7 separate regions of the Mus musculus genome follow, and regions 1, 2, 3, 4, 5 and 7 are each linked to region 6. A link is a contact called in public HiChIP or PLAC-seq and promoter capture Hi-C data. All regions are on one chromosome and are shown on one strand. The core of a region is the stretch at or near the end of the contact, and the rest is flanking DNA. Distances in the headings are between cores, read along the strand shown.

Region 1 (3,731 bases), core at 1,080-3,579, 840 kb after region 6:
CTGGTCGGGGCTGCCCCTTGTCTACCACCCGTAGAGTGGGGTCAGTGGCTTAGATGCCCATCTGGGGCCCAGTGGAAAGCGTCTGGCAGTCCTCCCGCGTCTGCCTGCCCAGAGCAAAGGAGGAACTCTGGCCGGACGTGGGCTATCCTCCCTTCCCCGCTTCACCTACCCCTTTTAGTTCCCACAAAAACTAAAACAAACTAAAAACCCAACCCCTTGCCCAAAACTGGGAACAAACAAACCTCCCTGGTATCCCGCCAACTTATTTCTTGCTGACATATCTAGTTCAAGGTCCCAGTGAGGGAGTTTTATACTTCTTATCTTTGCCTGGAGTATCCTCCTTTTAAGTGTCACCTTGAAAGCTGCCTTCCACAACGTTTCCCCTAAACCCTAAATTCTCCATTCAGTACAGATGAGGGTCTTGCATCTCTTTTTCAGAGTACTCATTACTCCTTCACAGAACCTTGGCTTGAACAAGGCGCAGAGATCTCAGTGATTCCCTTGCCTGACACAAAATCAGCTAGTTATGTTAGGAGGAAAAAACAAACAAGCAAATTGTAGTAGCTTTTGATCAGATCATAACTCCAAATGGGTTAAAGTTAAATGTTTAAATGTACTTTTTTTTTTTTTTTTTTTTCGAGACAGGGTTTCTCTGTGTAGCCCTGGTTGTCCTGGAACTCACTCTGTAGACCAGGCTGGCCTCGAACTCAGAAATCCACCTGCCTCTGCTTTTTTTGTTGTTGTTGTTAAATGTACTTTTAAAACTTTTTTTTTTTTCTTTCTTCTAGACAGAGTTTCTCTGTATAGCTCAGGCTGTCCTGGAACTCAGAAATCCACCTGCCTCTGCTTTTTCTGTTGTTGTTGTTGTTAAATGTACTTTTAAAACTTTTTTTTTTTCTTTCTTCTAGACAGGGTTTCTCTGTATAGCACTGGCTGTCCTGGAACTCACTCTGTGGTCCAGGCTGGTCTCAAACTCAGAAATCTGCCTGTCTCTGCCTCCCAAGTGCTGGGATTAAAGGTGTGCACCACCACTGCCCAGCTAAAAAGTTTTATTGATATATGGTATGTATGTGCATAGGTTGATGTATATAGCACACTATGGAGATCTGAAGACAACTTGTAGGAGTTGGGTCTTTCTTTGCATTACATGGTCCTAGGGATGAAACACAGATCGTCAAGTTTGGCAGCAAGAACCTTTACATGCTAAGTCATCTCACTGACCTTCACAAATGTAATTTTAATTTATTTCTGTGACAATTTTTTGATCTATAATCTCAGTATGTTTATAAGTACACCTGTATGTGTCTATTATATTTACATTATTTTCATCTGTCTATCTGTCTCTGTCTGTCTGTCTTCCTACCTATCTATTGTGATAGGTGCGCTAGACAAGTTCTGTACCATTGAGTTAGATATCTCCAGTAGAGCAGACATTTATTAAGTAACTAGTGTATGCCTGAGGCAGTGGATAAAAAGTTTCCTGATCCTAAAATGTCTAGTAGGGGTGATGATAGTAACCTTGCCTTTCTACTAATGAAAATTGCTATTTAGTTAATAAACCATTGCTATGGCAATGATAATGACTAGGGAAAGGCTGTGCTAAGGATTCTGTTTGTTTTTTGTTTTGTTTTCTTGTGGCACATAGATTTCAGGGGCACATAGATTGAACACTTAGAAATATAGGAAAGTATCACATATAGATAATATTTCTTTTTTTTTTTTTTTTTTTTTAAAGATTTATTTATTTATTATATGTAAGTACACTGTAGCTGTCTTCAGACACTCCAGAAGAGGGCATCAGATCTTGTTACAGATGGTTGTGAGCCACCATGTGGTTGCTGGGATTTGAACTCCGGACCTTCGGAAGAGCAGTCGGGTGCTCTTACCCACTGAGCCATCTCACCAGCCCCCAGATAATATTTCTTAAAGTGGCACAATATATGCAAAGTTCCTGCGGTGGACAAGATCCAGGCTCTTACGACTTCAACAAGACAGTAGGAATTAAACTCGTTATATAAATCCCATTAGAATAGTTTGCTTAGATTTTTCCTGTAGCTCCCTACTGTCCTGTGAATGAAACCTCTTTTCTTACTCCTGAACCAGGCAGGATTTAGAGGTAGCTGGCTGAGCAGCATCCCACTGCCCTGCTCTGATCTTCTCAGATTCTACTGTAGGCCCGCCCTCAGGCGGGTCCCCACCCTGCCCCCGCCCAGATGGCTCACTCTGTCTTACAATTGGATAGTTCGGTTAGATTCGTGCTCTGGTTGGCTGAAAAAGCCGTCAGTTAGGGGTGAAAGCCTTGATAACCCGTGCGGAGCTTCGAGGGGGCGGGCTCGGGTGCGGTGCGGGCGCTGCCGGGGCTTCTCATTCAGGTAAAGTCAACCACGCGAGTCCTGGAGGGGAACAGTGGACCCAAGTGTCCGGGAGGGGTGTGATGCTTTTAGCCCCCTTCTATGGGTTCTGTGCGTTGCAACGGGGTGGGCGCCGTGTCCTGTAATGGTGACCATTTGGACATTGGGAGCCTCAGGTGGTTTAAAGCCGACCGGAGAGGGGGGACCCTAGATTATTAGGCAGATCGCCACCACATGGCCATCCAGGACCTAACCAGAGGAACTTGTGCGCATTTTAGTCTCCTAGATGCCTTAGGGGACCCTTCCCCAGAGTTGGCTTGAAGACCTGGGAATGGGTTTCTTGCAGTGGGGTGGAGTGGGCGGATGGTACGGAAACGGTGTTGGAGGGAGGAACGGATGTCCCCCACTCCCCGGACCTACTGACAATAGCAGCGGATGGAACCGCCCAGCGGTTTTTCCTGTAGGAAACTGCCCTGTCTTTTCTAAGCGGACTTGGTTCTGTATGTTTGGGGAGGTGTGTGTGTGTGTGTGTGTGTGTGATGATTCAAGGACCCCTTGTCCTGCCATCATCTAGCTCTTTCCCCCATCCTGCGTTTGAGAATCCTATCCCAACATGAAGGGCTCCCACCTAGAGCCTTATCAGTAAGACATAACTTCTTCAGGACCTCGGGTATGCATGCTCTGTGTCCTGTCCTTCAGGTTTCCTGATGACAGCTCTCCTGATCACAGCTCTCTAGACTGATCGCAGCTCTGTGTCCCGAAATAGTCCCAGGGCTGGGTGTGGGGGCGTGTGGCTTCAGCTCTGACAGCCTAATGAGGGGGTCTCAGGCAGGGGATCCGGATTTAACTTTGATAGCCAGGCAGTGTGGGAGATATGAGGGCAGCTACACGCCCTACTCCGGGAGGCATTGGCTTGTGTAGCAGTCTAATGTTGGCTTGCCCCACCACACTCCTTACTCCCAAGGCTGGAACTGACAGCTGTGAGCTGGGAGGGTGATATGTGGCCTGGGTTCCCTGCAGTTTCTAGGGGAGCAAAAGGGAATCTTTCCAAAAGCGCCTATTATCCTAGTTACCTGAGAGGTCCAGGTAGGATGATTAAAAGTTGAAGGCGCCGGGCGTGGTGGCGCATGCCTTTAATCCCAGCACAGGCAGAGGCAGGCAGATTTCTGAGTTCGAGGGCAGCCTGGTCTACAAAGTGAGTTCCAGGACAGCCAGGGCTATAAAGAGAAACGCTGTCTCGAAGAAAAAAAAAAAAAAAAGAAAAGAAAGTTGAAGGCCTGCCTGAGAGCTGCAGAGTGAGTTCAACGCCTGTTTAAACAATTGAGTAAAGGGGTCAGTGAGATGGATTGGCCAGTAAAGGTACTTGATCAGGGAATGACA
Region 2 (3,747 bases), core at 1,214-3,713, 820 kb after region 6:
AGAAGATGCTGACAGTGGGACTGGGAGACTGAGGCTGGGTGTGTGTGTGGGATACGGCTATGTCTGTTACCAGAAGAAGGGGGAAGAGGAAGAAAAGAAAAAGAGGAGAGGAGGAGAGAAAGAACTTGGCCTTGACAAGTCCTCTAAATTCAGGAAGAACCACCCCCAGCCCAGCCAGGGAAAGTAGGAGAAAGGTCACTGGGGGAGGGGCATGCAGGCACTTTCTGCCAGCCAGCTCCGTCTGCACTGCCAGGAGTGGGGGCAGACCCAGAAAGATGGGAAGTATACTTTCCAATCCCTCGGGCAGCTAGCTCCCTTTCCCCTACTTTCCTCTCATCCAATCGGGACAGGCACACTGCCAAACCACCCATGTGGTTCCCATTAGGGCCAGCTGTTTGTCTCTCCAGCTCTGAACTTTCCTCTACTTGGCTAGGCTGAGTCTGGGAGTTCCAAAGCCACAAAACCACCCCCTCAGCTCTTCTCTTCCACCACATCACCCATCCAGAACCTATGCCTGCCGACCCTGGAAAAGCTCATCCATGACCCTCGCCATGCCTAGGTACTTGCCTAAGTAAAAGCCAGGGGAGGAATTAAGTCTAAGGAGGATTGGGCTGAAAGCCAGCAAGCAGCCTTAGGGTGTGAAGGGGATATCCAAACTTTCACCTAGTTGGCTGTGGAGAGCCACAGATGTCAAGAAGGGTGAACGAATAGGCATGAACTCAGGGTTGGAACTGGGAGCCTCTGACTCTGTGCCCCCCATCCCCCACCCGCCCATCCCGCACTGCGTAGCTCCACACACACTTCAATTTGAAACAAAGTATTGGGCATGGACATCCACAATCTAAGACCTAGAAATTGTGATCGAAACTGTTATGTATATATGTGTATGTGACTGGATGGAAGCATACAGGACAAAGGATCTGTATCTGTAAGATGTAAGAGGATGTGTCTAGTCTAGGAGCCGGGGTGGGGGTGTGCTTACTCTGGTTTTCCCTTTTATAGTTACATCAAGAGATGTTGGAGGGTTCCAAACCTCGGGAACGCACACACATCCACACACAGCCCTGGATTCCTTTGCATGATGTCCCTGAGCTACACCACCATCTCCCAGAACCCCTGAAACTTTAGCTCCTTATGATCTGCCTTCCTCTACTTGTTCTGGTTAACGGCTAATAAGATTTTGGGAAGATTCTTGCTGGGAAAGAATGGTGGGGTGGTCTGGCCAAGCAGGATCATAAGTGAAGAGGGTGCAATATATAAAAATACCCTTGATGAGAGCCTAGTGAGCCCACAGGAACCCAAGGCCAGAATCTCTTTCTTTCCTATTAAGGTGGACCTGACAAGAAGGCTAAGGATTGGAATGGCAAGTGGGGTGGTTGGGGAGTTGCCAGATGACAGCAAAGACCAGAGATACTCACTGTGTAAGTGGGTGGCGTTGGGAGTCAAGCCAATGAGCTGGGTCATCTTGGGAAGCCTCTTTCCCCTCGAAGTCTTGTCTACTCCATTGTCTAGGTGCGTGGGGGCCAAGAGGTCTATCTAAGACCGGGCAGGAAACGGGTGGTTAGATCTTTTGACTCATGCCATAACAACTGCTTAGCCACATTTCATCACTACATTTCACCCCCACTTTGTTTCCTCTTTCCCATTTGGGCCAATTGCTGGGGTAATTACCTGGCTCTGAAGATTCTGTATTCTCAGATTCTGCTTTGATAGGTATCTCTGCTGCTGGGCCACCTTCTGGAACAATTGCTGGATCTTGCTGTTTTGAGCCTTGAGCTGAGTCTGAAGATATGCAAGGCTAGTGAAGACCTGGCTTTATGTCGGCAACCTCCTCTTATTCACCCTCCCTTCTACCCTTTCACAGTCTGCTCTGAGGCCCTTCTCCACCCAGGTCCTGGAGTACTAGACTCGTTAGTCTAAGTAGAGTCAGAGTCCTAGTAGATGCGCCTACCTGCAAACTCTGCAGAGTCTCAGGAGTCTGGCCTTCAGGGACTCTATCCTCGGAGTCTTTGAAGGGTGCATCTTTTCCCTTGGGCCCCTGACAAGCGTTACCACAGGCAGCCATGCGGCGCTCCAGCGCGCCCAGCTGCCCACGGGTGCGCTCCACGTGTTCGCGCAGCCCATGGCCGAGCTGTAGCAGCCCGTGAGCCAGCAAGTTCATCTCGTCCCAGGATGCAAAGCGCGGTGGCTCTGGCTGTGCAGGGCGCCCTTGCGCGCTCAAAAGCCCCGCAGTAGCCGCGCATAGCACCAGGGCAGCGCCTGCTGTCGGAGCGCAGCGCATGATTCTGGGGGTGGCCTTGGGTGCAGCAACGCTAGGACTCCGGAACGCAGGAGTTCAAGACCCAGCAGCTGGAGTTCTGGGGGAGCCGGCTCAGACTTAGACTTGCTCTGGTGCAGAAGAAGATCTGGAGCCCGTAGCTCATAAGCGTTTCACGGTTGCACCTAAAGCCCCACTTTATAAAGCGGGTGTGGGAGTGGGAGGGAGAGCATTGGAGGCGGGGCCCGGGGGCGGAGCGAGTGGCCAAGTTTTAGGGTGCAATGCCACAGGCTTTGTAGTTACGAGTGTGTGTGTGTGGCGTGTGTGTGTGTGTGTGTGTGTGTGTGTGTGTGTGTGTGTATGAAGAGTTCTTGGGGATGGCTGCTTCGCCTTCCTTGCGACCTAATAAGCGACGTGACTGTCTGTGCACTGCATGGTTCATCCTAAGGCCGGAAATTCCCAGCCCTAGCCCGCATCCCAGCCCGGTTCAATGGAGGAAAGGGCGTACAAATCAGGACGTAGATGCCTTCTTTTTTTTTTTTCCCCTTCCCGCTACGTGGATGCCTTCTTGACTGACCCCTTCTCAAGTCAAAAGCAAAGTAGGGCAGAGTTACGTGGCAGAAAGTTCTCTCCCTGGTAGGCTGAGTTCAGATGGCAAGTGGGGGATTACAGAACCTTGCTCTCTGCCTCTTAGAGGCTTCCTGAGATCTTTAATCCACAGACCAGGCGGAACCCCTGCCCCCACTCTCACTTCCACCACCTTTCTGGCTCCCACGCTCTTTCCAGCTCAAGCATTCGTCATTGCAGATGTGTTTGTGAGGATCACTAACACCCTTGTTCAATTAGTCACCTCTTCCTGGCCAAATAGTCAATAGCTGGGATTTCTGTCTACATTGTAGAGATTGCAACCCTAGGCTTCCTCCTGTTGCCTGTCCTCCACCACCAGGGGTCTTGGTGTCCAGGAATTTACCTGCGTTAAAGGAGGATCAGTGTCTGAGGACAGACCTGTCATCCCAGCTCTTGGGGCATGGAGCAGAAGAGTGTGGAATTCATCTTGAGCTACACAAGTGAGTTTAAGAGAGCCTGGGCTACTCTGAGCCAGGTCTCCAAACAACAACAGCAACAACAAAACTGGTGGCACGCACCTGTAAACCCATCACGCAGGACACAGGGGAATAGTACAAGCTACAAGCTAGCCTGCTCTACATAGTAAGTTACAGACCAGTCAACGCTGAAACAGCAAGACCTTGTTTCAAAACAAAACAAAAACAATTCATAGTTATGCATACTTTAACTCCCAGCACTGCAGAGCAAGAAGCAATTGGAGGAAGCTCTGTGAGTTTGAGGTCAGCCTGGTCTACATAGTGAAGTTCCAGGCCATCCAGGAAGAAGACCTTGTCACAAAACAACAACAACAACAACTAAAAAAGCCAGGAGGAACTGGAAATCTATCTTACCAGTTAAGAGCATTTACATCTTTTGCAGGGGAT
Region 3 (3,901 bases), core at 446-2,945, 880 kb after region 6:
GACTTTTGGGATAGCATTGGAAATGTAATTGAGGAAAATACATAATAAAAAAAAAAAAAGAGGAAAAAAAAATGTAGGATGATCCCCACCCTCCCCTGGGCTGTCTTACTTACCTCTGTCTGCATCCCTCTCTGCCTGAATACCATTGCCTTCTCCAGAAATTGGTGAGGCTTACACAGTACACTCCAAAAGTAGTCATAACCTCTAACATTTACGGTGGTAGAGAGGCCATCCATCCACAAGCAGCACCATTTGTGTGAAAGTCTGGACTTCTATGTAGCCTTCTGGTCTACATTCTGGGAAACTTAGCCATTTGAAGGTTAGTGACTTGCCTTCCAGCCTTGTTGGGAGGTAGTGTCATAGATTCTTTTTTTTTTTTTTTTTTTTTTTTTCTTTTTGGTTTTTCGAGACAGGGTTTCTCTGTGTAGCCCTGCTGTCCTGGAACTCACTTTGTAGACCAGGCTGGCCTTGAACTCAGAAATCCACCTGCCTCTGCCTCCCGAGTGCTGGGATTAAAGGCATGCGCCTCCACGCCCGGCCAGTGTCGTGGAATCTTAAGGTAGAGCTATGGAAAACGTAATGTGAAGAATAAAACACTAAGCTGGTACATGACTATATCCCCAATACTTCGGAGGCCAAAGCAAGAGAGAGGATCACTAGTTTCAGGCCAGCTTGGGTTACCTCAGACCAGCAGAAACCACAACATCACTAGCCACATTGGATAAGCTGACTCAATGCATTCAACTGTGGAAGTGGGATGAGAAAACCCAAGGCTGCCAATCTGTATCAATTACAATTAATACAATTGTAGTATCAATCTACCAGGCCCATGTTAGAATAAATGTTTCTCAAGTGTGTGAGAACTAGAAGTTAATGAGGTTGGGATGGGAACCAAGGAGATGGTCAGTCCAGGTTCGAAGCCAGTAACTGTTCACTCATTTGATCATTCCATCATTCCCTCACTATTTTCGCCATTCATCAAAGGAAACCAACATCCTGGTTCGCCTGCAGCTGGCATTCTAGGGGGCAATCAAGACAATAAAGCTAAAATAAGTAAAATCCTTAGGTGGCACAAAGGAGGGACCTGCTGGGGAGTGTTCACAGGGTGTGGCTGCCATATTCATTGGGACCATTGGGCAGTGATATTTGCAGTAGGCTACATGTGAAGTTTAGGTCAAAATTGCTAAGTTCATTTATATCCCTAGAAGGTTTATTTTTATTTTTGGTTTTTTGAGACAGGGTTTCTCTTTGTAGCCCCCGGTGTCCTGGAACTTACTCGGTAGACCAGGCTGGCCTGGAACTCAGAAATCTGCCTGTCTTTGCCTCCCAAGTGCTGGGATTTAAGGCGTACACCACCACTGTTCAGCAGAAGTTTATTATTTCAAGTTAATGTGGTTATTTTCATGGAACTGGGGATTAAACCTAGAGCCTCCTGAATACTACTAGGCAAGTGCTCTACTACTGAACTACTCCCCGAATTCCTGTTTTTTATTCTGAGGTAGGGTCTCCTTTAATAGCCTAGGTTGGCTTTGTTCTTCCTCAGCCTGTAGAATATCTGGGAGTTACAGGCCTAGGTCACCAAACACATTAGGTTTTACTGCTAGGAAGAAGCCAGGAGGAGCCCTAAAATCAAAGTACCCTTGTATTCGGGTACTTACGGTCGCAGGCTTGCTTGCGCCACTCCCCCCTGCCTTTGTGTGCGCGTGCGCGAGAATCAGCGCGTCCTTCTGACTGAGCGGCTGCGGCTGGAGCGGAGCAGTTCGGCTAGCTGTTGGATGGCGCGGGGCGGAGCTGGGCGGGCAGTGGCCCTGGGCCTGGTGCTGCGGCTCCTCTTTGGTCTCAGAACAGGCCTAGAGGCCGCTCCGGCTCCGGCCCATACCCGGGTCCAAGTCTCCGGTGAGTGAACCCCCGTTTCTACACCGCTTTTGATCCCGCCTCCACGCGCTGGCATCGCCTCACTATTGGCTGCGCCGCCCATCGGTCGTTGACACTCCCCCAGCACGCGTGTTTGGCTTTAGCGTGGGTAGAGTGGAGAGAATCGGCCCTCTGTGCGTGCAGAGGGGACCGCCACATGGGTGCCTTCTCCTGTGTTCTGCTCAGCTTCCTCCCTTATTCCTGCGCTGTCCCTAAGTCACCTCCAAGCCGTCCTTCAGCTCAATGTGGGCTGGAAGGCTTTTGTTTCTGATTTTGACCTCTCACCACGCAGGGCTGGTCACCCGGTACCTTCTTGCAGCAGGTATGCCTTCCCGAAACCTTCAGCCCTGAGGCTGCAGTTCTGTGGCTGTTCTTTCAGCACCCAGAGCTTCAGTTTTTCCTTGTATTCCTGCCTCAGAGAATGGAAGGAAGAGCCCTGGAGTGTATTTCCCCTGTGAACCCCAATCTTGGCCAGGAACCTGTCCCGGGCAGGACGAGGAGGCCCGATTGTGACCACTGGCCACTACTGACCATCCACTCTGTATGAGAATAGGTCTTAACTGTTTCAAGGTTTTTTTGGTTTGTTTGTTTTTGTTTCTGTTTTTAGGTTTTTATTATGTTTTGATTTTTTTTTTTTTTTTCCAAACAGGGTCTCACTTTATAGCTCTGGCTGTCTGCAACTTGCTATATAGACTAGGCTGGGCTTGAACTCCTAGAGATCCACCTCCCAAGTACTGGGATTAAAGGCAGGCACTAGTTCCCCTTTTTTTGAGACAGGGACTTACTATATAACACAGGCTGGACTGCTGTTTTCAACTTGTGCCTTAGGCTCCCCAGCACAGGGATTATTAGGTATGGACCATTGTATTTGGCTGTTTATGGATCTGTACCCATAAACTACCCCTCCTCCCACTTTCGGCTGTTTTGTAGCTCCAAGCAGTCTTCTTGTTCCAGCATCCCAGGAGCTGGACTTACTATTGAGCAACATTAAGTCTGGCCTTAGTATTCCTCTTTTACAGATGAGGACATAGACTGGGAGGAGGAATCATGGGTCATCCTGACTCCTGTCTGATTAATTGCCCCCAAGAGGTATAGGGTCTGCTCTGCTCTGGGCCCATTCCAAGAAAATACAGAGTCAGGAAGAGAAGGTCTGAGTTGGCAGGACTGTGAGTTGTTAGGCATGGAGAGGAGGCTATGCTGGGCAGGAAGGGGTGGTGGCCAGGGCTTGTATTCAGTTCTTCAGCTCTCTGGAGCTTCTGAACTGTGTGGTATGCAGGTATAATTGCGTTTGACTACAAGGAGAGGGAGGGAGGGGTCTTGGAGGCTCTGGCTCTGTGTGTGAGGTAGGAAGCTCTAAAGGCTCCCTCCTGTCTTTGTTCATTCCTTCCTGCTGGCCCAAGTACCAGGTCTCTTCACTGCCTGCCCCTCTTGATCAGCAAACAGCCCCGGCTTCCCTGGAAAGGCTTAGGTTTTATCTGGGTCAATGTGGACCCTCACATGACTTGTTCACACACTGTCAGGCACTAGACATGGCCATGAGGCCACGTCCCTGACTTTCACTGAGAGTGTTCAGTCAATAGGAATATGGATGTTACTAGTTAGGGACTGTTGTTTGTGGGAGGCAGAGCTTCCTGGGGAACATGAGACACTGCCCAAGATATAAACTAAGATCTGAAAGCTGAAGAAGAATCACACCTATAGAGTGGAAGGACAAGGTGGGCTGTGGCTGGGGTATATAGCTCAATGGTAGAATGTTTGCTTGATGTGCAAAACGGTCTAGACTCCTCTTCCTCTGAATACAGAGTGGAAGAAGGGCCCTTGGGTTGTGGAAGGCACGTGCAAAGGCCCTGTGATGAAAGCGAGTCAAGTCTCTTAGATAAACTACGAGGAGGAGGCCAGGATAGAGGGGTTTGATGGAGAAGGGAAGGATTTAGCCTTGGATGTGAGAGGACCTGGGTCCCGTGGGATAGTGGGTGATCAGAGTAGA
Region 4 (3,853 bases), core at 137-2,636, 750 kb after region 6:
AACCTTGAAGTCTTCCTGCCTCAGCCTCCAGAGCACCTGACCTAACAGGCCTGTACCACCATGCTCCATGCCCTAGGCACTTTATTCTGCCTCTGTCACTGATACTGTATGTCTTGATTCAAGTTAATTTGCTTTTCTGGGCCTCATCCATCTCTTTCTTACTTTAGGGTGTGTGTGTGTGTGTGTGTGTGTGTGTGTTGTTTTTCTTGGCAGTACTGAGATAAAACAAGGGCCTAGTGCATGCTAGGCAAGTACTGAGCTAGACCCCCAGTCCAGAAACTAAGTTCTAATCCCAGAAGCTCTACTTCCTATTTGCTGTATGGCCTTGGGCAACAGCTTTAACTTCCCTGAACTTCAATTTACTCATTTAGATGAAAGGAATTACTTTTAATACTTCTACCTAGTATGTTTCCCACTAACCACATTAATTCTGACTACAGAGTTTTTTTAAAAGTGTTTTCCCCAGGCATGGTGGCGCACACCTTTAATCCTGGCACTCGGGAGGCAGAGGCAGGCGGATTTCTGAGTTCGAGGCTAGCCTGGTCTACAAAGTGAGTTCCAGGACAGCCAGGGCTATACAGAGAAACCCTGTCTCGAAAAACAAAACAAAACAAAAAAAGTGTTTTCAATTATATTTATTTTGCTTGTATTTTTGCATATGTATGTGGTGTATATTCATGCAAGGGTGTGTCTATGGAGTCCAAATGACAACTTTCTGTTGTCAGTTTTTCTTTCACCATATGAGACCTCAAGACTGAACTCAGACAACAAGCACCTTGACCAGCTGAGCTATCTTGGCAGTCCCTGACTACTGTTTGAAAAACAACATTTTCAGTACAGTGCACTGAGTAGCTTTTTGTGAAGCGCCCCAACTCTTTATAATGTTAATAATCACCCAAACAGAACCGTTATGAAGAGGGTTTCAGAGTGACATTAGTCACTTATTGACCTCCTACTGTATGCCAGGCGCTTTTCTCATCAGCCATTTCCTAAATCATGTTGGCTCCGAGATGACCCACTTTTCCTAGATGGGGAAACCGAGGCTCACAGAGGTTTCTCCTGCGTGGCGAGGCTCGGAGACCTCTCACCAACCTTGAAATGATAATTGAGGTGCCTGCGTCCTGAGCAGGGCTAAGTAAGGCCAAGGGTAGCGCCCTATCTGTCCCGCTCGAGTACTCAGCCGGAGGCTCGAACCCGGAACCTGGGAAACCTGCCTACATACTCGGGTCAGGCCCATTCGCTGTTCCGTGCCTACCTGTTCCGCGGCCGGGCCGGGCGACCGCGCAGGCCCCTCGGTTCTCCCTGGCCCGGGTCCCGGCCCGGCCCGGCCCGTCAGCAGCGGCTTGCTCCGGCTCCGGCGAGCACCTGCGTCCGGGCACCGCCCGCCGAGCAGACAGCACGGCGAACCAATGAAGACTGCCTCTGAGTATCATCTGCCAATCAGCATACACGCCCCGCCCAAGAAGGTGGGGCCTTCAAAATACGGGACGTCCTGGGCGGTCCAGGCCCCGCGGCGCCGCAGCTTCTGACTCCGCCCCTGCTGCGTTCTGGCTCCACCCCCAAAATGGACCCCGCCTCATCCCAGCTCCTCCCCCATCCCAATCTCTGGCTGTAGACTTGCTGCCAGAGCCTGGAGCAGAACAAAGGCGAGCTTAAGTAAACAACTTCACACTTGCCAAATAACTTCTTTCCGCCTTCTTCTCCGCTCCCCCCGGCCCCCGTTTGTTTGTTTGTTTGTTTGTTTGTTTGTTTGTTTGTTGTGTTTTTTAAAGACAGTTTTAATGTAGATCAGGCTAACCTCGTACTCACTCTGTAGCCAAGGATAACCTCTCTGATCCTCTGGCCTCCACCTTCCCAGTTCTATCGGGAGCTAGAATGGAATGAAGTTTTTCTTCCGTGCTAGGCACAAACAGTGTGAACTGAGCTACATTTTTATCACACTTACCAATCCTAGGGTGGCTATGATCACATTTTGCAGAAGGAAATCCGCCCAAAGGGGTTAGAGTTCTGTGGAGGAAACTAAAGCCATCATCATTTACTCATCAATTATTCAAGCAAGACATACATTCAAAAAATGGAGCAACAGATGGTAGAAAGAGCTGTTGAGATAGATCAGCGGGCAAGAGCTCTTGCATGGCAAACATGAGGATCTGAGTTAAAATCCCCAGCATCCACATAAAAGAGCTGAATAGGGCCTCGAACTCCTGTAACCTCAGTGCTGTAGATGGTGTAAACAGGAAGATGGCTGGGGTTTGCTGTCTGCCAATCTAGCACTGGTTTCAGTGAGAGAACACTTAGCAGTACTTGCCTAGCATACACAAAGCCCTGGGCTTGGTCATACATGCCTATAATCCCAGCACCCAGGAAGTTCAAGGTCACCCTCAACTACACAGAAAGCAAGGCCAACCATATGAAGGAAAACCAAAAAGATCAAAATTCTGTAGGAAGCATTATTATGGTCCAGGCATGTGCAAGACCCTGGGGACACATTAACTAATATAAATATTGTGAGACAAACATTAGCGGTTTTTAATCATTGTGTTTGCTTATTTGTTAGAGACAGGTCTTACTGTGTAGCCCAGGTCCTGCCTCACCCTCACAAGCGTAAGATTATAGGCATATGCCACCACAGCCCCACGTTATTAGTATGAATTATTATTCTTACAATGCCTGTGATGGAGCCAGCAGCCTGATACATTAGGTAGGTGCTCCACCACTGAGCCACACCTTAAGCTTCATGGTGGTGGTGGTGGTTATGGTGATGCTGATTTGGTTTGGTTTGGGTTGGGTTTTTGATAGAGGGTTTCCTAAAGCCCAGTGTGGCTTTGAAGTGGATATACAGACAAGGATGACCTGGAAATCCCGCTTCCAAGTTCTAAGTGTGGGCATGCCTGGCATGAGTCACCACGCCCGGCTTTAGTAACATTTTTTTTAATTTGCCCACAGAATATGAACATATAAGAAACAATGTAGAATCACTTTTGTTCAGTTCCAACAGCAACAGTAAAAAGAAGTTTAAAAAGTTAGATGTGCTGGCACAGGCCTTGAAGACCAGCCGTCAGAGACAGAAACAGGCAAATCTCTATGAATTGTAGATTCTGTGAGGTAGGCCAGCCTACTTGACACAGCCATAGTGAGACCTCCTGTCAGCAGAAAAAGAAAAAAAAAAAGCATAAAACTCAGAAATTATAAATCAGGAGTATTTCGCTCACCCATGCCTCGTAACTATCATAACAAAAATTACTATTGAAGACACTGAGACTTGACAAAAATGTTTATTCAAGGACATTTGCTGAACAATTTTTGCACTTTCTCAGACTGATATCACTCTTGTTATTGTTCACCATCTCCAAGGATATCTCCTTCTCATTTCACTCTTACAGTATTCCCCTTGCCTCTACCTCTCCGAAATGTACTTAGTCTGCAGTGGTACACATCTTGCCATCTTGTAGCTCTCCATTATCTGTCTTTCTTTATTTTTGCTTTGTTGTTCTTAGCTGAGACAGGATCTCAGGTATCCTAGGCTGGCCTCCAATTTGTTGTGTAGCCAAAGAGGGTTGCTCTTGCCTTTATCTCCTGAGGGCTGGGATGGCAGGTCTCCATCGCCACTCTGGAACCCCTGGCTTTATGCATGCTACGCAAGCACTCCGCCAACTGAGCAAAAGTCCCAGCCCTGTCTTCGGTTTTTGAGATAGGATCTTACTATGTAATTCGGGCTAATCTTGAGTCATGCTCTTGCCTCAGCCTCCCATATACTAGGAATGCAGTTGTATGCTACCATGCTGAGCCATTCCCTGAATATGAGCACATTGTTCCATATAATCAGAGGAAAACCTTCAAGATCAGAAATTTT
Region 5 (3,550 bases), core at 709-3,208, 950 kb after region 6:
GGGAGTCGACTGATTTCTCCTCTACCTCCCAGGATGCATTTGTGGCCTCAGCAGCAGGTAGTGGGAACCGTCGGGATGGTGGCCCGGTGTTCCCAGCCCCTGTGGTTGGCAGTGCGGGTACCACCTCCGGGAAGTTGCTGCTGGAGGCCGATGAGCTATGCGATGACGGTGGGGATGGGAGAGGGGCCGTGGCCCCCGGGGCTGGGCTCCGGAGGTCTAACTGCATGCCTGCCAGTGCAGTGCCACAGAAACACTGGGTGTATGTGAAGCAAGCTAGAAATTGCCCTGCACCAGCCTCCCTGGTCCACCAAGACCCCGATCTAGAAGATGAGGAAGAGGAGGAAGATCTGGTGTTGACTTGTGAGGATGATGAGGATGAAGAAATGGGAGGCGGCTCTGGGGTTCCTGCAGGGGGAGAGCCCGAGGCTACCCTCAGTATCAGTGATGTTCGGACCTTGACCGAGCCTGCAGACAAGGGGGAAGAGCAGGTCAACTTCTGTGAATCCTCCAATGACTTTGGCCCCTATGAGGGTGGGGGCGCTGGGGCAGGGCTTGATGACCCCGGAGGACCCACCCCTTCCTCCTATGCCCTCACCCACCCTCCACGACCCCTCCTTCCATTGGATGTGCCGGGCAACCAGATCTTGGTTTTCCCATCCTCCTCTTCACAGGCTCCAGGCCAGCCACCAGGGAACACAGCTGAGCACGGGGCAGTGACCCTCGGGGGCACCTCTGCGGTGGGGCTGGGCATACCAAGTGGCTCTGGTGGGGCTCCTGGAGGGACAGGCAACAGCGACGGGAATAAGATCTTTCTGTGCCACTGTGGGAAGGCTTTCTCACATAAGAGCATGCGGGACCGGCACGTGAATATGCATCTCAACCTGCGACCCTTTGACTGCCCCGTGTGCAACAAAAAGTTCAAGATGAAACACCACCTGACCGAGCACATGAAGACACACACGGGCCTCAAGCCGTACGAATGCAGTGTCTGCGCCAAGAAGTTCATGTGGCGGGACAGTTTCATGCGTCACCGGGGACACTGTGAGCGTCGGCACCGGATGGGTGTGGGTGGGGTCGGATCTGGACCGGGTCCTGGACCTGGACCCGGGACACCTTCTGGGCCAGCATTGCAACCCAAGAGGGAGTCTTCCACAGTGGGTGGGGGCAGTGGCGATGAGGCAAATTCGGCCACGCCCCCGTCCCATAGGCGTGTCTGGTCCCCACCCAGCGTGCACAAAGTGGAGATGGATTTCAGTGGGGGTGGAGGTGCAGCACACTGAAGAGCAGGCAATTGGGGAGCTTAGTCTAAGAGCAATGGCTCCCGGGGTTTCCCCCACCAAACAGTCTTCCCTTACCTCGGTGGACTTGTATATATTCTAGAGAAGGGCGTGGGTTGCACCGTCGCCAGCCCGTTCCATTCCTCAGCCCCTTCCTCGAGATCTCTGGAACTAAGCTGTGTTTTTGCTTTTCCCCTGAGCACACCAGAGCCCCACCTTCACGGAGTAGTGCCAACAAGGTGGGGGAATGGAAAAGGGACCTTTTGAGCATCCTAGAGTCACAGAGCCAACAGTCAGGTTGTGCTAGTTTGTGCCTGAAGTCTGTGTTTGTGTTGTGGGACAAGGCCTTTGAGTCTTAACGATTGTCCTTTCTCCTCTTGAAGGATACGCCCCTTATTTCTGTACTACCCCACCCTTGCCATGGGGATCCCAAATTGGGTTGTCATGAAAGTGGGTGGACACAAGGTGGGAGCCGCGTAGTATAGGTCTTAATTTTTAACGGTGATTAAAATATTTATTGGTCACTTCACTTGGCTTCCCAACACCCCTCTGTTTGCTGGGACCTGGCACAGGTCTGGGAACGCGGGAGTGTGGTTTTAAGGGAGGTGGCGCGGAGAGGGCACAGCAGGAGGGCGGAGTCTAGGCTGATAAAGGGCTCAAAGTTGGCGCAGTCCGGTGAGCCAAGGGGGTGGGTGCAGGGCGAGGAGTGGCTGGAGAGCTACAGACAGGGTTTCGGCAACTCTGTTTGGCCCCTGTGGGCGGCGTTCCTCCAACGCGCAGTCACGCCCTCACCTGACCAGATCGGGGAATTTCCAGTTCCTCACCCCAGCCTTAGAAGGAAAATGAAAGTGAAAGGGGAAGAAAAGACTTGGTAGGAGAGATCGTAGCACCATGAAGCCTCTGCTCCTGCTCGTCGCTGTGGCACTGGGTGAGCAGACCCCATTTCTTCTTGTTTAGGAATAGACACACTGGGAAGGAGAGGGAGGAGGTCCCATGGCGGGTCTGAAGGGGCGGGCCGGTCGCCGGTCGCCGGACATCCTATGGCCCTCTGGTCACCGGAGCCCCTCTCCCCAGGCCTAGCGACCGTCGTCTCCGTCGTCTCGGCTGGACCAGAGGCGATCGAGTGCTGGTTCGTGGAGGATGCAGGTGGGGGTGGCCTGTCTAAGAAACCTGCCACACTGCTACTGCGCCATGGACCCAGGGGACCGCCGCCCCGGCCAGATCTTGACCCAAAGCTATACTTCAAGGTGGATGGTGAGTCTTCGGGACTTACCTGCATCTGTCGCCTCCTCTTAGCTCACGCAGGGACGCTGGGCCTCAGTTTTCCCTTTTGTAAATACGTTTGGATGCTCTCTAAGTCGTTCACTACTTTGCTAGTTTGTGCCTTCCGGCCTGTGTGTAGTCAGCACATTTCCAGTCCGGGCTACCGTTACACCCTTTTCGGTTCTGCAGACCCGGCGGGAATGCTCCTGGCCGCCTTCAGGCGGTACCCCGCAGGCGCCTCCGCCCCACACTGCGAGATGAGCCGCTTCATCCCGTTCCCTGCCTCGGCGAAGTGGGCTAGAAGTCTGAGTCCGGAGCAGAACTGCCCGCGGGCCCTGGACGGGGATTGGCTGCTGGTCAGCGTATCCAGCACTCTCTTCAGCCTCTCCAGCCTGCTGCGACCACAGCCGGAGCCTCTGCGGGAGCCTGTCGTCATCACCATGGCAACAGGTAGCCGCCGAGAGGCGCGCGAGATGGATGGGTAGTTTTTAAGGATCTAGATGGGCCAGTTCGGCGACTCGCCAAGAGGTTTGAATGGGTCATTTCTTCAACTGGGGATCAGTATATATTCTTTTGTTAAGGGAAGGGAGTTGGTTAGATTTTATCTTCACCCTTCATTGTAGGCTGAGAGTAAAATTGAAACCTACTGTGGTTTGGGGGCGGGACTTTGCAGAGGCGGTCATGGTGTCGGTTTCCAGATCCCAGAGTTTGAGAAACTCATAAGGTTAGGCGTCCCGAAACCCAAATTTTTTCTGCACCCATCCTAGGTTTCAAAAATCACACTTTGAGTCTCTTCAAAGCGCACTAGAGACTAGGGACAGTCAGCCCAGCAAGGAACCTCTTGCCAAGGCTCTCGGCCACGGTCTTTAGTGCCTCAACAGTGGCCTCTAGTGGGCAGAACGGTGGCTTGTGCACAGGTGCGGTTCTGCCGCTTGAGTTCCCAGAGATCCACCCACCACTTTGCTGTGCTGGACAGGGGAAGGGGCACTCTATGGGGTAGATCTGTCTTG
Region 6 (4,046 bases), core at 1,421-3,920:
GCAGAAAATCTTCTCCCAAATATGCTCCGGCAATGAAAACACAACAGAGTTAATATGATTACAAGCTGTGCGCCTAGATTGGGCAGACCTGCTGCTACACTACCATCTTCCACCTTTATGAGACCCCTTAGAACTTGCGGTTTCTCCAGGCCATGTGCTTCTGCTCCGTTTTTCTTCTTCTTCCTCCTCCTCCTTTGCATCCTCTCCCTCTTCCATTTTCTCCTTTCTCCTTTCTCTCTCTCTCTCTCTCTCTCTCTCTCTCTCTCTCTCTCTCTCTCACACACACACACATACACACCCCTTCTGATCTACCTTTCCTTTTATCTGTCCAATCATCAGTTCTCCTTTACTTTACAAATTAAGGTGGGAAGCTGAGAGCTGACTCATTCCTTGTTCACAACCACTCAAAGGAGAACAGAATTAACAGCAAATATAATTAGCCCCAGGGCTATCCACAACACCTCTTCCATTGAGGGGTTGCAATAGTGGTGGATCATTTTGTCAATTTAGATGGATTAAGGCACTTAGTGATTTAATCAGGTGCATCTATATGTGGTAATGTCAAGTGCTTTGTGGCCCTCAGTGGTAGAGCCCATGTCTGGCATTCAAGAGGTCCTGGATTCCTTCCTTGGTACTGTAAAAGGAGATGATAACCTTGGTTAACATGAATGGGGCTCACCCTTTAGCTGAAAGGCCACGAGAGCAGACTTTTTCAGTGAAGACAAAATTCTGCTCTGTGTCTATAGCCTCAGCATGTGTGAGTTTCTGCTTGGATCTAGAGGCTCTACAGGGTTTGAACTTGTCAGTCAAATAACCACATGGATCAAGAAGGCAGGCATGCTACACATGTGTAATCCCCTCCTCTGAGAGGCTGAGGCATAAGGAGTATAAGTTTAAAGTGAACCTGGGCTATATACCTCAAGTTAAATATGAAGCATATCTTCAGATAAATATATATGTAGATAGAATGCAATTTAGTCAAAAATCTGTGGCTTTAACAAAACACCCTGGATAAACAGTTTATAAGGAGGAACTTATTTTGGCTCTTGGTTTTAGGTCACAGTCAGCTGATCTCCTTGGTTTAGGCCTGAGGTAAAACAGAGGATCATGGTGGGAAGCCCAAGGAGTCAAGTTGCTCATCTCATGGTGGCTGGGAAGTAAATAGATAAATGTTCATGCTTGGTTGCTTAGGAAAGGGCTAGAGTTCCAATACTTGCTTCAAGGGCACATCTTTCAGGACTTTACTTCCACTCAGCAGCCCCCCAATCACTAAGTTTCCATCACCTCCAAGCAGCATCCGCGGACCATATCTTCAACACACAAGCTTTGGTATTTAACATCAAACCCCAAACTAAAAATTAAGTCATTTTATCCAGCTATACCGTTCTAGATATACACGAAGAGAGTAAATGTCACCATGTAACTAAGATTCCTGCACACATATTTATTGCAGCATTGAGCATCCAAGTGATGGAGTCACCCAAGGAGCCTAGCAGTGGAGGAACAAATGGATAGAATATATGTGGTATTTATGAAAGTGAAGTATTATTCATCCACAAAAGAATGTTGTTTGCAAAAAAAAAAAAAAAAAAAAAAACACGGAACTGGAGATCATCATGTTAGGGAAATGAGCCAGGCTCAAATCAACAGATATTACATGTTTGCTTTTATATGATGAGCCTAAGTAGGCAAAATGAAAGTAGAAGGATGTTTATTAAGGCAGAGGGATTTTTAAAAAGCCAATCAGAGTGAACATAATCAAAGTTATTTCACAGAGGAATTTAAACAGAAATCAGTTTTGGTTTGCTATCATGGCTTTTCCCAGCTTACTCTGATTGAAGAGCAAAGGATTTATTCAAAAGTGACGTTATGACACTATTTGTATGTCGGAAAAAAAAAATACCAGGAAGAGCCCGCTGAGCCCAAGAGGCTGTGAATGGGGCTGGAGAGTTGGTGGATAAGGGCGCATGATAAACACCTAGGACTGGAGTTCAGATTCCAGCACTCACGTTAGAGATCCCCTGCACATTTCTGAATCACTATCTATGAGGACGGCTCAAATAAGAGGATCGCTGTGGCTAGCTGGCTTCCATTATTAGCCAAGGAAACCCGAGCCCCAGGTAAAGTGATGAGTGAAACAAACAAACAAACAAACAAACAAACCCTGCCTCAATGGAAAAGCGAGTGGACTTCTGCCGTCTTCCGGCCTCAGTGAGCACTCGCGCACACACGGATTCATCCACGTAGACACATAAAACTAACAAATCTTTCAGAAGCCCTGGACCTGTGTGTGGTGTAGACGGGAGAATTCTGACTATATAGCTCTGGCTGACTCGAAACTCAATAACGTAGACAAAGCTAGCGTGGAACTGGTATTAAAAAGTGCACCACCACTCCCGGGCTGGAAGGTGTTCTGAAATGTGATAACCCTCCAGGATGAAATCACATTTATTTCGGAGAAAAGGTATGAGCTTGGACAGGGCAGTTGTTGCAATCTGTACTTACAGACCCATTTCGGTGGTAAGCGTTGCTGAACCTGATAACTCAGTTCTAAGGAGTTGGGTCCGGAATAATTCACGAACCAGGGTGACTGTTACTCCCCTGAGCTATCCAATAAGAAGCACGGATAGTGGAGGGTGGCTCCCTTGCCGCCATATTTGAGTTCCGGGTAGCTGGAGGGAGGAGAGTTGTGCTTGAGCTTCCCGGTGCCTGTTCTGCCGACTGCCGCTCAGTAGGAAGAACGCCTGGATGCATCAGAAGCAGGAAATGGTGAGTGTGCCCTGGACTCTTGGAAGGTGGGCGGAGGGTTCTGACACTGCCACGGCTTTGCTGTAAGGTGGCGCCGGCTCCCCGACGTGTGCAGCAATTTGAGATGGACTTTGGGAGTGCCGTCAACCCGGGTGCACTTGAGTTGTATGCTCTGTTAGCGGAGTCCCGTCCTGTCCCTTCCCTGTGAAGCTGCTTCGTCCCTAGTTTCTAGTCCTCCCATGACGAGCCTGCGCCGCGAACCCGAGCCTCCGCTGACATTGCAGCTGCCAAGTTGGTGACGCCGCGTCCAGACTGCGGTGAAGGCACGTGGGTGGTGTGCACTGTTTTGCACTTTTTCATTTCCTTGTTCCCTGCTTTAGTTTTACACTGTGGTCATCCTGAAGAGAGGCTCGTGCTCGTGTGTTCTCTCTCTCTCTCTCTCTCTCTCTCTCTCTCTCTCTCTCTCTCTCTCTCTCTCGGCTTCTTTTTTAAAGTACTAGGGATGGAACCTCAGGTCTCATGCTAAGCGAACGCTTTACCATAGACCTGTAGACCTGTATCTCCATCCCTCATCCTGAGTTCACAGCTGGATTTGTTAGCTGTGATAGGCAAAATTCCCTATTTGTATGTACTGATTAATTAAGCTGATCATTTCTGAAGTAAAGGTTAGATTTTGGAGACCTTTTCCAAAGGAAAGTCTCGATAGCAGTGAAAAAGCCCAGGGCAGGGAGGGATTGTGTTGTTCTGTCCGTTTATACGGGATTTCACTGGGTACCATTGGCTGGTCTGGAAAGAGTTATGTAGACCAAACTAGTCTGGAACTCTAGATCCTCCACAGTGCTACGTGTGTTTCTGCTCATATGGGAGGGTATTCTGGGACTTGGAAGCCCAGGAGCCATACATACAGCTCTGAAGGGAAAAGGTGTCCCAATGAGGACATCCTCAAACACGGGAGCCCAGGAACCACACAGCTCTGAGAGGAAGCCTCCTCAGCAGTTCCCAGAGGAGGGTATCCCCAGCTGAGCTGAGGAGTTTAGGAGCTTACAGGCTTCAGCTGCCCTTTCTCTTCTCTTCTTTGCTTCTTTTCTTCTTAGCTTCTTCTGATGAGAGCCACTCCAGGCAGTAGATCTTATAAAGGAGACTTATTGGAGAGAAAAATGGAGAGGGATGGCTGCCCTCTGCTCCCAGAGCTGACTGACATGGGAGAATTGGACAAAGGGCAGGACTTGGATAGGATTTCTTAGAGAGTGGACAGAAATTTCCAGATTGAGGTGTGGTGTGAGTTCAAGTCCTGAGCT
Region 7 (3,898 bases), core at 195-2,694, 780 kb before region 6:
CAAATGTGCAACCACTTAACTATACTCCATCACCTCCAACCTGAAAGTGCTCAAGACAATTTACATTACTCCTAAGTGTACTAGCATTTATCTGGATCCCCGTGCCAGGTCACAGGTGAATACACGGGCTTTAGGCATAGTCCAACACACCTTGGATCACTGACATGGGAGGACCATTGGCCACAACCATACGCTCCACTAGGGATGGGTAGTAGATGGAGAACTCCCAGGCAAGGGAGGCCCCCCAGTCGTGGCTCACGAGGATGCACTTGGAGTACCCTGGTGGTGGGAAGAGAGAGACACAATGGTATAAGATACAGTAGGGATGAGGTAGACGTGTAGGAGTAGGTCCCAAAAGGAGCAAAAATGAGAAGATGAGTCATACCCAGGCCTAGGATGGTATCCTTGATGTCATCCAACAACAAGTCAATGGTGTAACAATCCACTTCCTTTGGAGCATCAGAGGGACTATAACCACGCATGTCTACAGCCACGACATGGAAATGGCTCTGAAACTCTCGCAGCTGGTAGCGCCAGCTGAACCTGTTGGGTAAGGGAGTTGGGAGTTTAGTCAGCAGAATGCACCTCCTATACCCAGCTTTGGGCCATCCCACCTTTCTGCTCTGGACTTCTTAGGAAGGAAATAGTGGAATCCCAGGATTACTCAACCCTACCGGTTCCCATTTCCCAAGTACCTCATAGTCAGAACTCTACCTTTCCCTAGTCCAGTGAGCATCAGGATCCAGGGGCCCAGACATACCAGTTCTCTGGGAAGCCATGCAGAAATAGCATGAGTGGCCCATTGCCATGACCAGCAGAGACATAGTGCAGACGCAGGCCGGAACTCTGCAGAAGGACCCAATCTAAGTAAGAGCTGAAGGGTAAGGAAATATGGGAGCTTCCTCCCGAGACTTGAACACCCAAGGATGTTCCAGATCCGACATTTCAACCTCCTTTCTTCAATCCGCATCCGCCCCCTGAAACCTACCTTCACGGGAGGAACACTCACCCTGAGGGTTAGAAAGCAATGCTCGCCCAGCGTGGGGTCTCTCAGGCACTCTGGGGGAGACAACCTCTGGCGGCCGCAGCAGCCCCTGCGAGGACGGCACATCACATGGGTGAGCGCGATGCAGCTGTAGACAAACGCGGCCACCAAGGCAGCCAAGTACACCAGGCTCATCACCAGCGCTCGCAGCAGCTTCAGCGAGAGGCGTGAGGGTGCGAGTAGCGCTGTCACCACAAACTCCGGCATATCCTTGCGCTCTGGGACGACTACAGAGCCGCCGTGGTCGGGAGACTGAGCCAGGGGTGCTGGCGCCAGCAGCCCACCACCTTTGTTTTGGGATTCCACCGTGCTATCGGAGTCCACTGGACCGGTCGAGGAAACAGATGCGCGGCTCGGACAGATACTGCCACCTCTCATGACTCACTCTAAAGTGGCAGCTAAAGTACCTGGGCAGAACGAGACACTTAAGGATGAGGGGGTTGGGGGTGGAGCCTGCGAGGACCTGGTTTCGGAGGTTGCGGAAAGAGGGACCGTGGGCGGAGCCCTAGGACATGCTGGATGGAGTTTAAACAGGAACAGAGAATTAAAATTTCTGTAGCAGGTGGCAGTGTTCAGGACCTAGAAAAGGCTCGGCAGGTAAGAGCACTTGGCAGCACACCTGCCCATCTAACTTTGATCCCAGGGAACCACAAGTGGAAGGAGAGGACTGACTCTCAACTGTTCACACATATACTGCAGCACATGCACCCCTCTATGCTTTAATCTCAGCACTCAAGAGGCCGAGGCAAATGGATCTCTGAGTTCAAGGGCAGATGATTTATATCTAAAGTTCTAGACTAGCCAGAGCTACAACCCCCCCCCCCCAAAAAAAAAAAAAAGCCACTGGCAAAGCTCTAAGGAAGGAGAGTTGAATCCAGGACGAAGGAAGGGAGGAACTCTGAGATGGGTGGAGCTTGGAACTCTGAGATGGGTGGAGCTTTGATCAAAGGAGCGAGGCATATCTAAGGTAGAGGTTAAGGGGTGTGGCTTATGAAGGAGGAAGGGGAATTAGGTGGAGTCTGTATTTGGATGAGAAAGACTGAGGATAGGTTTGTTGGCTTGGGTAGAATCTAGACCCAAGAACGAGTCTGTTCTGGAGCTGGAAAGGGGCAAGAAACTAACGTGAAAGTGAGAGTTTAACAAACCCAGAAGTGGAAGAGCAAATAACGTTACATAGCTGGGAATTGTAGGTAGGTGTGGGCAGTAGGAGTCTCACCGTTTGCCTTCCAAGCTGGAGGGCTTGACCTAGAAGACCCTGCCCTGAATGAGACCCATTGTCCTGGTTCCAACCCTTCTTTGTCCTCTCGTCCCGTTGGCTTAGGGGGTCCATCATCCAGCGGGCACTGGTTTCTAAGGACAGGTGGGGCTTAAGTGCTAAATTGCCAGAGTTGAAGGCCAAGCTCAGATGACAGCCAAGGGCAGACCCTGCCTCCTAGAGAACAGGCTGGATTTGAAACCTGGAGTTGGCCTGGGCATATTGGATTACGGAGGCTCTGGTTGAAAGAGGAAATAGGGCAGTGCCTAGCATGACGGGGCATGGTGTCAAGCAAGAATTGTGTCTCAGTAATGAGTCTGCTTCTCTTGCAACCTTTCCCAAGATCTTAGACTATTTTAGGGACACCCATTATTTAACCCTAGAGTAGCCCTGCATTATCATATCCTCACAGTACAGATTATGAACCTGAAATTTGGGGGTGAGGTCATTTTGCCTGAAGTCATACATCTGGCTTAGCAGCAAAACAACGTAGACATAGCCATCTGTGCTTCATCCAACACCAAGGCTACTGGCAAGCTTTCAGAATCTCTTCTGCTGGTTACTTAGATATCTAGAGGAATATTAGGTATTTAGAGAGATACACTTCCTTTCTTTTTCATCTTTAAAAGTATGTATTTGAAGAACAGTCCTTTCTGTTGTAAAGAGCTCAACTTGATGAAATTCCAGAAGAAATTTCATTTTAAAAACATTTTAGACTTTAGACACATTAAGAGAACAGTCACAGACTCTTTAAATCAGGAACAATGATAACATAATGCCCTGTCATATCTGGACCTAAAGTTACAGCAGCCTGTCATATTTACAGAAGTAGCAATAAAATCAATACTGTGAGTAACTTCATTTAAGTGTCTGTTTTGCTATTTTATCTTGGCCTGGGGTATATTTCAAAATTAATGTGATCATTAAGGTCCATTACATTGTGTCCAGGACAACAGTCATCATTTCAGCAATCATCACTTTATTTTTTTAGGATTTATTTATTTATTATATGTAAGTACACTGTAGCTGTCTTCAGACACTCCAGAAGAGGGCGTCAGATCTCATTACAGATGGTTGTGAGCCACCATGTGGTTGCTGGGATTTGAACTCAGGACCTTTGGAAGAGCAGTCAGTGCTCTTACCCGCTGAGCCATCTTGCTAGCCCCAGTAACCATCACTTTTAAAGGAGCAGAGTGGTATAGAGAGATACACTTCTGTAGCTGCTTCTCTTTCTCCAGTACTAGTGACTGAGCTTAGAGCCTTCCTCATGCAGGATAAGCACTTCAGCAGGGAGCTTCACCTAATTTAGCCTTAAAAAAAATCGGGGCTGGTGAGATGGCTCAGTGGGTAAGAGCACCCGACTGCTCTTCTGAAGGTCCGGAGTTCAAATCCCAGCAACCACATGGTGGCTCACAACCATCTGTAACAAGATCTGACTCCCTCTTCTGGAGTGTCTGAAGACAGCTACAGTGTACTTACATATAATAAATAAATTAAAAAAAATCACTGAGGGCTGGAGAGAAATTAAAAATTAAGAGCACCAACTGTTCTTCCAGAGGTCCTGAGTTTAATTCCCACCAACCACATGATGACTCACA

The links. Promoter capture Hi-C pulls out the DNA fragments that hold promoters and counts their contacts. HiChIP or PLAC-seq counts read pairs in DNA pulled down with a chosen protein or histone mark.
Region 1: a contact with region 6 is called in an H3K4me3 HiChIP or PLAC-seq map of pro-B cells, with 4 times the contacts expected there. The contact joins the promoter of Kank3 here to the promoter of Zfp472 in region 6. A contact is called at or near these places in 2 of 39 promoter capture datasets (embryonic stem cells and liver) and 5 of 115 datasets of contacts at active chromatin or transcription factors (embryonic forebrain, large pre-B cells, neural tube and 2 more).
Region 2: a contact with region 6 is called in a promoter capture Hi-C map of embryonic stem cells, with 2.7 times the contacts expected there. The contact joins the promoter of Angptl4 here to the promoter of Zfp472 in region 6. A contact is called at or near these places in 4 of 39 promoter capture datasets (embryonic stem cells, hippocampal neurons, liver and 1 more) and 3 of 115 datasets of contacts at active chromatin or transcription factors (astrocytes, embryonic forebrain and large pre-B cells).
Region 3: a FOXA1 HiChIP or PLAC-seq map of pancreatic cancer cells shows a contact between it and region 6. The contact joins the promoter of Cd320 here to the promoter of Zfp472 in region 6. A contact is called at or near these places in 5 of 39 promoter capture datasets (the C10 cell line, the SN4741 cell line, hippocampal neurons and 1 more) and 1 of 115 datasets of contacts at active chromatin or transcription factors (pancreatic cancer cells).
Region 4: a contact with region 6 is called in a promoter capture Hi-C map of pre-B cells, with 4 times the contacts expected there. The contact joins the promoter of Marchf2 here to the promoter of Zfp472 in region 6. A contact is called at or near these places in 6 of 39 promoter capture datasets (the 3T3-L1 cell line, cranial neural crest, embryonic stem cells and 3 more) and 3 of 115 datasets of contacts at active chromatin or transcription factors (the 230-238 cell line, astrocytes and embryonic stem cells).
Region 5: an HNF4G HiChIP or PLAC-seq map of pancreatic cancer cells shows a contact between it and region 6. The contact joins the promoter of Tapbp here to the promoter of Zfp472 in region 6. A contact is called at or near these places in 3 of 39 promoter capture datasets (the 3T3-L1 cell line, liver and pre-B cells) and 1 of 115 datasets of contacts at active chromatin or transcription factors (pancreatic cancer cells).
Region 7: a contact with region 6 is called in an H3K27ac HiChIP or PLAC-seq map of microglia, with 4 times the contacts expected there. The contact joins the promoter of Ephx3 here to the promoter of Zfp472 in region 6.

The regions. Positions count from the first base shown.
Region 1 is chr17:33,808,194-33,811,924 of GRCm38.p6, forward strand. Kank3 (KN motif and ankyrin repeat domains 3) reads left to right here and starts at 2,330. Exons shown (of 11, transcript NM_030697.3): 1 at 2,330-2,372.
Region 2 is chr17:33,779,112-33,782,858 of GRCm38.p6, forward strand. Angptl4 (angiopoietin-like 4) reads right to left here and starts at 2,464. Exons shown (of 7, transcript NM_020581.2): 1 at 1,952-2,464; 2 at 1,672-1,782; 3 at 1,419-1,536. The coding sequence starts at 2,281.
Region 3 is chr17:33,841,396-33,845,296 of GRCm38.p6, forward strand. Cd320 (CD320 antigen) reads left to right here and starts at 1,696. Exons shown (of 5, transcript NM_019421.3): 1 at 1,696-1,896. The coding sequence starts at 1,776.
Region 4 is chr17:33,717,291-33,721,143 of GRCm38.p6, forward strand. Marchf2 (membrane associated ring-CH-type finger 2) reads right to left here and starts at 1,387. Exons shown (of 5, transcript NM_001252480.1): 1 at 1,256-1,387.
Region 5 is chr17:33,917,520-33,921,069 of GRCm38.p6, forward strand. Tapbp (TAP binding protein) reads left to right here and starts at 1,959. Exons shown (of 8, transcript NM_009318.2): 1 at 1,959-2,205; 2 at 2,352-2,531; 3 at 2,730-2,990. The coding sequence starts at 2,169. Zbtb22 (zinc finger and BTB domain containing 22) reads left to right here. Exons shown (of 2, transcript NM_020625.3): 2 at 1-1,806. The coding sequence ends at 1,280. Gm19412 (predicted gene, 19412) reads right to left here and starts at 2,977. Exons shown (of 2, transcript NR_168019.1): 1 at 2,551-2,977; 2 at 1,770-2,107.
Region 6 is chr17:32,963,161-32,967,206 of GRCm38.p6, forward strand. Zfp472 (zinc finger protein 472) reads left to right here and starts at 2,671. Exons shown (of 4, transcript NM_153063.3): 1 at 2,671-2,769. The coding sequence starts at 2,749. It also overlaps the pseudogene Cyp4f41-ps.
Region 7 is chr17:32,188,026-32,191,923 of GRCm38.p6, forward strand. Ephx3 (epoxide hydrolase 3) reads right to left here and starts at 1,445. Exons shown (of 7, transcript NM_001347341.2): 1 at 1,010-1,445; 2 at 761-846; 3 at 386-543; 4 at 151-279. The coding sequence starts at 1,423.